Regions from separate parts of the Mus musculus genome. Here region 2 is linked to region 1. A link is a contact called in public HiChIP or PLAC-seq data. All regions are on one chromosome and are shown on one strand. The core of a region is the stretch at or near the end of the contact, and the rest is flanking DNA. Distances in the headings are between cores, read along the strand shown. Region 1 holds the start of Puf60 (poly-U binding splicing factor 60). Region 2 holds the start of Cyhr1 (cysteine and histidine rich 1).

The links. HiChIP or PLAC-seq counts read pairs in DNA pulled down with a chosen protein or histone mark.
Region 2: an H3K27ac HiChIP or PLAC-seq map of extraembryonic endoderm stem cells shows a contact between it and region 1, with 5 times the contacts expected there. The contact joins the promoter of Cyhr1 here to the promoter of Puf60 in region 1. A contact is called at or near these places in 1 of 484 Hi-C or Micro-C datasets (neutrophils), 3 of 115 datasets of contacts at active chromatin or transcription factors (bone marrow-derived macrophages, extraembryonic endoderm stem cells and pancreatic cancer cells) and 1 of 9 other capture datasets (liver).

The regions. Positions count from the first base shown.
Region 1 is chr15:76,079,463-76,083,127 of GRCm38.p6, forward strand. It overlaps Puf60 (poly-U binding splicing factor 60), which reads right to left and starts at 1,484. Exons shown (of 12, transcript NM_028364.2): 1 at 1,388-1,484. The coding sequence starts at 1,411. It overlaps Gm48952 (a long non-coding RNA gene), which reads left to right and starts at 3,064. Exons shown (of 2, transcript XR_003951572.1): 1 at 3,064-3,177.
Region 2 is chr15:76,654,182-76,658,324 of GRCm38.p6, forward strand. Cyhr1 (cysteine and histidine rich 1) reads right to left here and starts at 2,713. Exons shown (of 4, transcript NM_001357882.1): 1 at 2,179-2,713. The coding sequence starts at 2,535.

The DNA of each region.
Region 1 (3,665 bases), core at 234-2,733:
CCTGGGTAGCCAGGCTTGTACTGAGCACTGTGGATGCAGCAAAACAAGAGAAAGAGAGAGAGAGAGAGAGAGAGAGAGAGAGACAATTCTCGGGGGCCTTGTGGTCAAATGCTGGCAAAGACGGCTTCAGTGGTGAGACTTACTGCTCGAGACCATCTCAATAATGACACTATCTGTCTAGCATCGCGCTAACCTTTCAGTCTGCATGAACAACAGGGGCTACCCAGAAATGAGGCATCCACTCTCCTCCAGTGCTGTTTAAAGTATTTTATACTCTGCCCTCACCCTTTCTTCTATCATCTGACAGCCACCTAAGGGCAGTCATCAACTCCTCAACTCTCTGGTTGTCTTTCCGAAAAGACCATTTACACCAATAGCGTCAAGCAGCGGAAGCAGGAATTTTTTTTTTTTTCTTTTGAAGTTAGCCCTGATGTGAGCAAGACATACTAGATCCACCCCTCACAAGCTGGAGCAAGTGCCCCTCTCCCATTATGAAGGTGCAGTTCCCAGCTAAGGCTGAGGAATGGCAGCCTGTGTGTACTCTACTCGACCCTACCCTACGGCTGGCCTCCAGGCACCTAGGGCTTAAGTGGTCTCAGCCCTTGCTTCATCCCCTCTGAGTGAGGGTGGCGGCTAACAAAAGTCTGGATTGCAGTGGGGTTAGGTCCAAGAGATAAATAGTCCCTGAAGGAACTCCTGGTGGTAGCCATTCAAGGAACATTCCCGACTGACTAGGGCAGAACCAAGTTCAGCCCTTGGAGCGTCCAGCCCAAGACAAGGGGGTTAGCAAAGTCTTATGATGCCCACCCGGACCAGTGACCGAGGCAGGCACCGGCTGTCGGGTTCCCCACAGAGGCAGTGACAGAATGGCTGTTTGAAAGGTGTGGAGGGGAATGGGGGTTGGGAGAGATGCTCTTCCCCTCCTGCGTGTTAACGGAACGGGAAACCCTCGTCTCTGCACCATGGCGCAGAGCAAATGCTAACGGGTCCGCCCCTTCCGCGTCCCCAACACGGGGCGTAGCCGCGCGGGTCTGGAGCAGGCACCAGGACACCCTAATGCCACCGGACGCCTAGACAGTTGTCGCCCAGTCTCGGCAGACAGGACCGCCCCGCGGGGATCCAGCAGGGCAGCTCCGCGGCCGGCCCACCCCGCCCAGCTGCCGGAAACTGGAGTCCTCGAGCCGGAAGCTGCAGTCGAGCCCCAGCCGTGGCCGCAGCCGCGCGCTCCCGCTCCGCCTCCGCCCCGCGTGCCGGGGACCACGGTAAAGTCCGTACGAGGTCCGGGTCGGGCCGCTGCGCACCCAGGGTCCCCTCCGCACCCTGTCCCAGCCGACGACTCACTCCTCCGAGCTGAGGGCCGCCCCCTGGCCGCGAGGGACTCACTTACGAGAGCTATAGTCGCCGTCGCCATCTTGCGTCCGTCGCGGCCGCCGCGCGCGCCACAAGCATCAGCTCCCTCCGCAGTCTCGCGCGATCTGGGCGTCGGACGCGGAAATCTCGCGACGTACGGCATAGCTACGAGAGCGGAGACCGAAACGCATTTCCGGGGCGGAGCAGGCCGTTAATGTACCGGAGGAGGACGGGGCGGGCCGGGGTTTTGGAGTGGCGACCCGGAGAGCCCTCCCCTGGTCGGGGGGGGGGGGGGTCGACATTTTTGAGTCAGTTCCGTCTGCCTCTTTTCCTACCACCCTATTTTAGTTGAGTCCACTCGCTGAAAGCTCGTAGACTGCGGAGACAGAAGACAAAAAGACTGATGCATCGTCCTTTGCATTGTCCATCTAAAGTCAGGAATCCTCATTCATTTTGAAATATGGTCTCTTTCCTAGTGAGAAAATAGCCGTTGACACGAAGATGGCCCCCAAAAGATGGCTCCCCAGCCTGTCCTGTGGTTATTGTCCTGTGGGCATAAATGTGTACGTTAGTCCCCAAGTCCTGAGCTATGTGTAAATATGTAGTTCATCTGGGCTTTGTGGCCGTAAGGCTGCCTGCAAGGCACCAACCACATCTGTAAGCTCAGGCACCTTCAAACTCCACCGGATAGCCATTCTCGTTTTCCACCCCTCGGGTTTTCAGACTTTAATATAGAGATCTTTAGCAAAACATGGCAGAATATTTTCCTCCCCCTCGGTACCCCCTTTAAACAGGAAAAAGCTCTACTGAAAGCAAACCTAAGTGGGCAGAGAAGTGGAATGCTGGGGAGCCAGGGGAGGGCCTTAGCAGGCTGGTGTGTGATGCTTGTGTCTTGAATTCTCCGAAAATGTGCAGATAGTTTAAAAAAAAAAAAAAAAAAAGTAGGTGCCTCCAGACTTCTATCCCTAATACAGGTTACTAGTCGTTCTGGCTCTGCCAACAGTGCCTGGAGATTAGCTCCTCCTGGGAACGAAGCGCTGAGACCCAGCTTAGCATCTCACTCTTAAGCAAAAGTGGCCAGCCAGAATCACCAAGCAGAAGAGCATGAAAAGAAACCAAGACAACAAAGGAAATGGAAGATACCTAAAGATGTTGCATCCCCCAAACAAGAAAATAAAGATCATGAACTTAGATTTCCCCATTTAAAAAAGAGAAAAATTAAAACGGCCAGGTGTTGGTGGTGCACTCCTTTAATCCCAGCACTTGGGAGGCAGAGGCAGATTTCTGAGTTCGAGGCCAGCCTGGTCTACATAGTTCAGGACAGCCAGGGCTACACAGAGAAACTCTTGTCTGGAAAAACACCCCCCCCCCAAAAAAAAACAAAACAAAATCTGCAAATGAGCGATTCGATAAGTTGAAAAATAAAGTTGAGCTATGTGTGGTGGCATATACCTGTGATCCCAGCACTCCAGAGGCAGGGGCAAGGAGAAGCTCTGTGAATTGGAAGCCAACCTGGTCTACCTTTCCAAGTAGTTCCAAGCAACTGCCAAGACTACATAGAGAGATCCTGTCTCAAAACACAAAACAGAAAACCCATAAAGTTGAAAGTTTCAAGAAAACAAGCGATAATCACATTGGCCAATATTCTTCAAGAATTAGAATTAGATGGGCCCACTAGAGACTCTGAAAATACACACACACACACACACACACACACACACACACACACAGGATGTTGAGTGGGCTGGGTCTCACCACCACCACCAGGGGGAACCCCAGGCACCACCCTCTGATAGTGATGGACCTTGCTTTTCAGAAAAATCTTTGGTAAGCTGATAAAAACTCTGAAATGTTGAATCTGTCTTCTCTAGAACTAGCCAGAGATCAGACTGCATGATGACAGTATTTGGCTGCTTTAGGTATCTTGTGAGTCAAAAGTGAAGAGTCAATGGTTTTTAACAAGCACTGCTTCTGAGTGCCTGTTCCAAGCATGGGCAAGGTGGATCTCTGTGAGTTGGAGGCCCTGCTGGTCTACCTTTCCACTGAGTTCCAAGCAAATTCCAAGATAGTCATGACTATATAGGGAGATCCTGTCTCAGAAAAAAAAAAAAAAAAAAAAAAAAAAAAAGATCAGGTTGGCCTTAAACTTTCAGATCCACCTGTCTCTGCCTCCAGTGTGATTCTATGTACCCCTGCCAGCAGCTGATGGAACAGATGCGGAGACCCACAGCCAAACGGAGCCTAAAATTGGAGATTTGTAACCACAGAATCAGCTAAGCTGGCCTCACAGGGCCTATGCTAGCTCCTCTGCATAA
Region 2 (4,143 bases), core at 1,463-3,962, 580 kb after region 1:
CCCAGTGCCAGACGTAGCATGGTTACCCACTTCTTATCACCCCAGCAGAGCCAAGAGTCAGCCCCCAGAATGCACAGCATGGCTGGTGCCACCTGGAGCTAAGTGTTCTGCTGAGGTCAGGCAAATGTTGCCAGCAACAGCTGAAGGTGGCAACTACGGAGACAGCCCATCAACACGGGATAGACAGGAAAGCTAGCAGAAGATAGAAGAGCTGAGCGCAGGCAGAGGTGATGACCCACACTAGATCACTACCAGGGATAGTCTGTGCTCGGATCCTGAGAAGACCAGGAAAGAAGCCTGGGGAGGCCTGCCTGGTACCTTAGTAAGACAGCAACAGGACCCTCCAGGCAGGGCTGTACGGCACATGTAAGGAGACTGCCATGAAGTGTTTCTGGCAGCATTCCTAGACACCAGGACGTTCCCTTCCTTATTCTTCTTGCTGCACTCCCATTTTACATGCTATCTGTGGACAGTCAAAGTTCCAGCATTTGCCCAAGACTCTTCCAAAATGACATATTCTAGAGGACTCTCCCAGTCCTTAGGACAGGGAAGCATCTAGGTATCTACCCTGGCAGAAGGGAGGTGCGAAGGAGGCTAGTGGCAGGGCTTGGAGATCAATGTCAATGCACACAGCTCATCTCAGAGAACCTGGCAGCCTTCCCCCTGGGTCAGGATCTGGGAAGGCAGCCCCTCCACTCACTTCATCTAGTACATCCCTCAGCTGCCTGACTTCAGATGCCCAACCCAGAGCAACAACTAACACAGTGTGTAGACTGGTTTGAACCAGCTAGTCTCATTAGCCACTTTGGGCAGAAGCAGAACTGTGGCTCTCTGTGTAGACCAGGAGCCAATGCCATGTGGCCTACCATCATGCCAGGACCAACTGGGAAACCCCTGAATTCCTTGGGACCCCCTTCCATTGGCCTGTCTTGCTGGATTCTCACGAAATCCTAGGAAAGGAAGAACTCCCCCCACTAAGAAGGGCCGAGAAGCCAAGACAAGAAAAAGGCTAGCTGTGAGCAGGTTCTGATGGCCCCTAAAATGAGAGGTAAATACCGGTGCTAGAATCAGCAGCTGTGGGAAACTTGTCTCCAGTTCGCCCGGCCTAACACCTAGGAGGGTGACTGCCCCATCCAGGTCATCAGGATCACCCCACACCACCTCAAAACCACAAGCCAAGGCAGAAAGAACACGGAGATCCAAAGGAGAGGGAAACGGCTACACAGACTAGACCTCTACTGGCCCTCAGCCAGGTCTTCTGTGTAAAGAAAAGCAGGGAAACAGGCCCCACCAGCCACTTTTAGCTCCTGAAAGTACAAAGAAAGCTGACAAGAGACTCTGCTCTGTTTTTCAAAGAGGCTGGGAACTGAGGCAGAAAGACCAGGGGAAGGTGGACAGACATTTCCCACTGAACCAGAGGTCTGCTCTCTTTTACCTGGAAGAGGACATGTTAGACCCACACAGACCAGGACTCTGAGACTGACTGGCATGCTGGGTCTTCAAGTGGGAAGGCAGGACAAAGTTCCTGGATACTGGCAACCTTGGAAGCCAGCTTGGTATGGGTGAGGTGGCCCCGAATAGAAATACTGGCTAGGCTGGGGCAGGAGAAAGTACCCTGACAGTAAAGTTTGTTGCGGATTGCTTCCTCCAGATCAGAACTGAGAAGGGATGAGAGGCCCTCCTTTCTTCCAGGTCTTCAGAAGGACACAGGACTGACTCCCCAGGGCACAAAAGAAGATTTACTTAGTTGTTCAGATATGGAAGGACACTTTTGGGGGTGTGGCTGCCAGAATTGGAGCCCTGTCTCCAGGAAAGAAGTTTCTTCACCCAGGGGTCTAGAAGTGAGGGACAGTATTGATGAGCAGTAGAAAAGGGTGGGTACCTGTTCACAGATCTCTACATGGTCAGCTGAAAAGAATGTGGAATCTATCAAGGAGGCACCCTGGAGGAACCAGAAGGTGAAGAGATCTACGGAGGAGAATGGAAATTCAGACTGGGGAGTAAAGGGTACCATCGAACACAGAAAATGAGATTCAGAGCAAGAAAGGATAAGGAGCCTCGAGAGACAGGAGCGGGGTTTCGTAGACCTGGAAGGTGGATGTTTGGATAGGAAGGATTCCCGGCCACCGGCCACAGGCCTCCAGGCAACGCGGCGCCGGGCCGGGCCGGCGGCCCTACCTGGTACACGGAAGCCTTGGGCAGGTCCAGGCACACGGTGCAGCACAGCACCGAGTAGAGACGCTCCTCCAGCTTTCCACTGCCCGCTGCCACTGCCGCCGCCGCCGCCTCGGCTGCCTCGGCCGCCCGCAGCCGCTTCTTGGGCGGCGCGTCGGGGTCGCCGGCCGCCTCTTGCAGCTGCCGAGCGCCGGCCAGGGCCGCCTCGTCCGGGATCCCGGGCCCCGCCGCCTCGCCCAGAGCCGCCGCAGCCGGCCCCGCGGCAGCCCCAGGCCCGGCCCCTACCCCGACCCCGGCCGGCACGGCACCCGCGGGCCCTGCAGCCGGGCCACCCCCGCCGGCCTCCTCGGCGCCGGACATCACGGCCGGCCGGCCCGGCGGGCGGGTGCCGGCGCGCTCGCCGGCTGGAAGTTAGGGTCGCCGCGCGCCCTTGCCGGCTTCTCACTGCCGCGGCGACCCCGCAGCCTGCCCACCGTGCAGCTGCCTCAGTGGGCCTGGCCCGCCCGTCGGCCCGCAGCCGCCCCGGCCACCAACCCCGGCGCGGCCGCCATCTTTGTTTTCGCTGCGGACCCCCCCCCCACGCCACCGCCCCCTCGCCCTCCTGATCACGTGGGCCTCGCGCAAGCCAATGGAAGCGCCGCGAGGGCCAAGACGACGCGGCGGCCACCTCCAATGGACGAGCGAGGACGCCAGAGAGCCCACCCACCCTCGAAGGTGAACAGAAGGGGGTGGGGTCCAGGAGGGGATCCGGAGAAGGGCGGGGGGTGGGGGGATTTGGGGAGTCCGCCCTTGGAGAGGTACCATCAGCTTCGGGGTCTGGAGAGGCCCCCAGACTTCAGACTCCTCGAGAGTGCAAAGCGCCCCTAAGCCTCCCATGTCGCGCTCGCGCGCGGGGGGTGGGGGGGGATGCCTGTGCCAATGTGTACAGAAATTCGGGCTTGTGTGTGCAAGGCTCTGGCCTAGCTGACCGGAGTATTAGAGCAGGATCTTGAAAAACGCACCTACCACCACTCTTGCGCGACGGTATAAAGGTCAACAAGATGCAAGTACAGGAACAGCGAAGGATTATTGGGTTCACTCCCTAACCCACCTCTTTCGTCCCAACCTCAGAGTTGGAGAAAGAAAGAGTTGGAGTAGAAGAAAGAAAGAGTTGGAATAGAAGAAAGAGGGGGTTTTAAGTTATAAGGTATGTCTTGCACAGACAAGAGGGTGTCAAACAGGTAGTAATCAAGTCAGTCCAGAGAGATGTGCAATTTCTGGGAATCGCTGAGGGTATAGCACTCTTCTGCCCTTTATGAAAACAGCCATCAGTTTGTGAAGGTCATTGCCCCAGAGGGCCACCTGCCAGGTCCACCAAGGATATATGCAAATTTACTGTGTCCCAGGAAACCAAGGCCCAAAACTCTCTTCTCACGGGAAGTTGGTTTTTTTTTTTCTCTTTTCTTTTTTAAAAATGTTTTTCTTTCTTCTTTTTCTTTTCTTTCTTTCTTTTTTTGATACAGGGTCTCACTATATGTTGCACTGGCCATTCTGGAACTCACTATGTAGGCCAGCCTGGCCACCCACAACTCACAGAGATCTGCTTGTCTCTGCCTCCCAACTGGAATTAAAGACCTGCACCACCATGCCTGGCACTCTGGGGGTTCTCTTGGCAAGTCTACCAGGATGCCAAAGTGAATAATACCTTCTGCTACTTACAGCCCATCCCCCACTCCTTTACTCAGGGAAATCACCTTACAGGCCTTAGGAAGCTAGCTCAAGAATAAACAAATTCCATACTCCTGTATATTCCTTACGTTTATTGGAAATCAGGTCTCTGACTCACAACCATGTTCCTCCCAGGCCCCAAGTGTCCTGAAGACCTGTTGTTAGCATTCTGGTTTAGGTAAACTTCCACACATGCATGACTAGAGAAGGGATAGCACCCAAGCTCTGCCCATTAGTAAAATTATAACAGGCTCTACATGT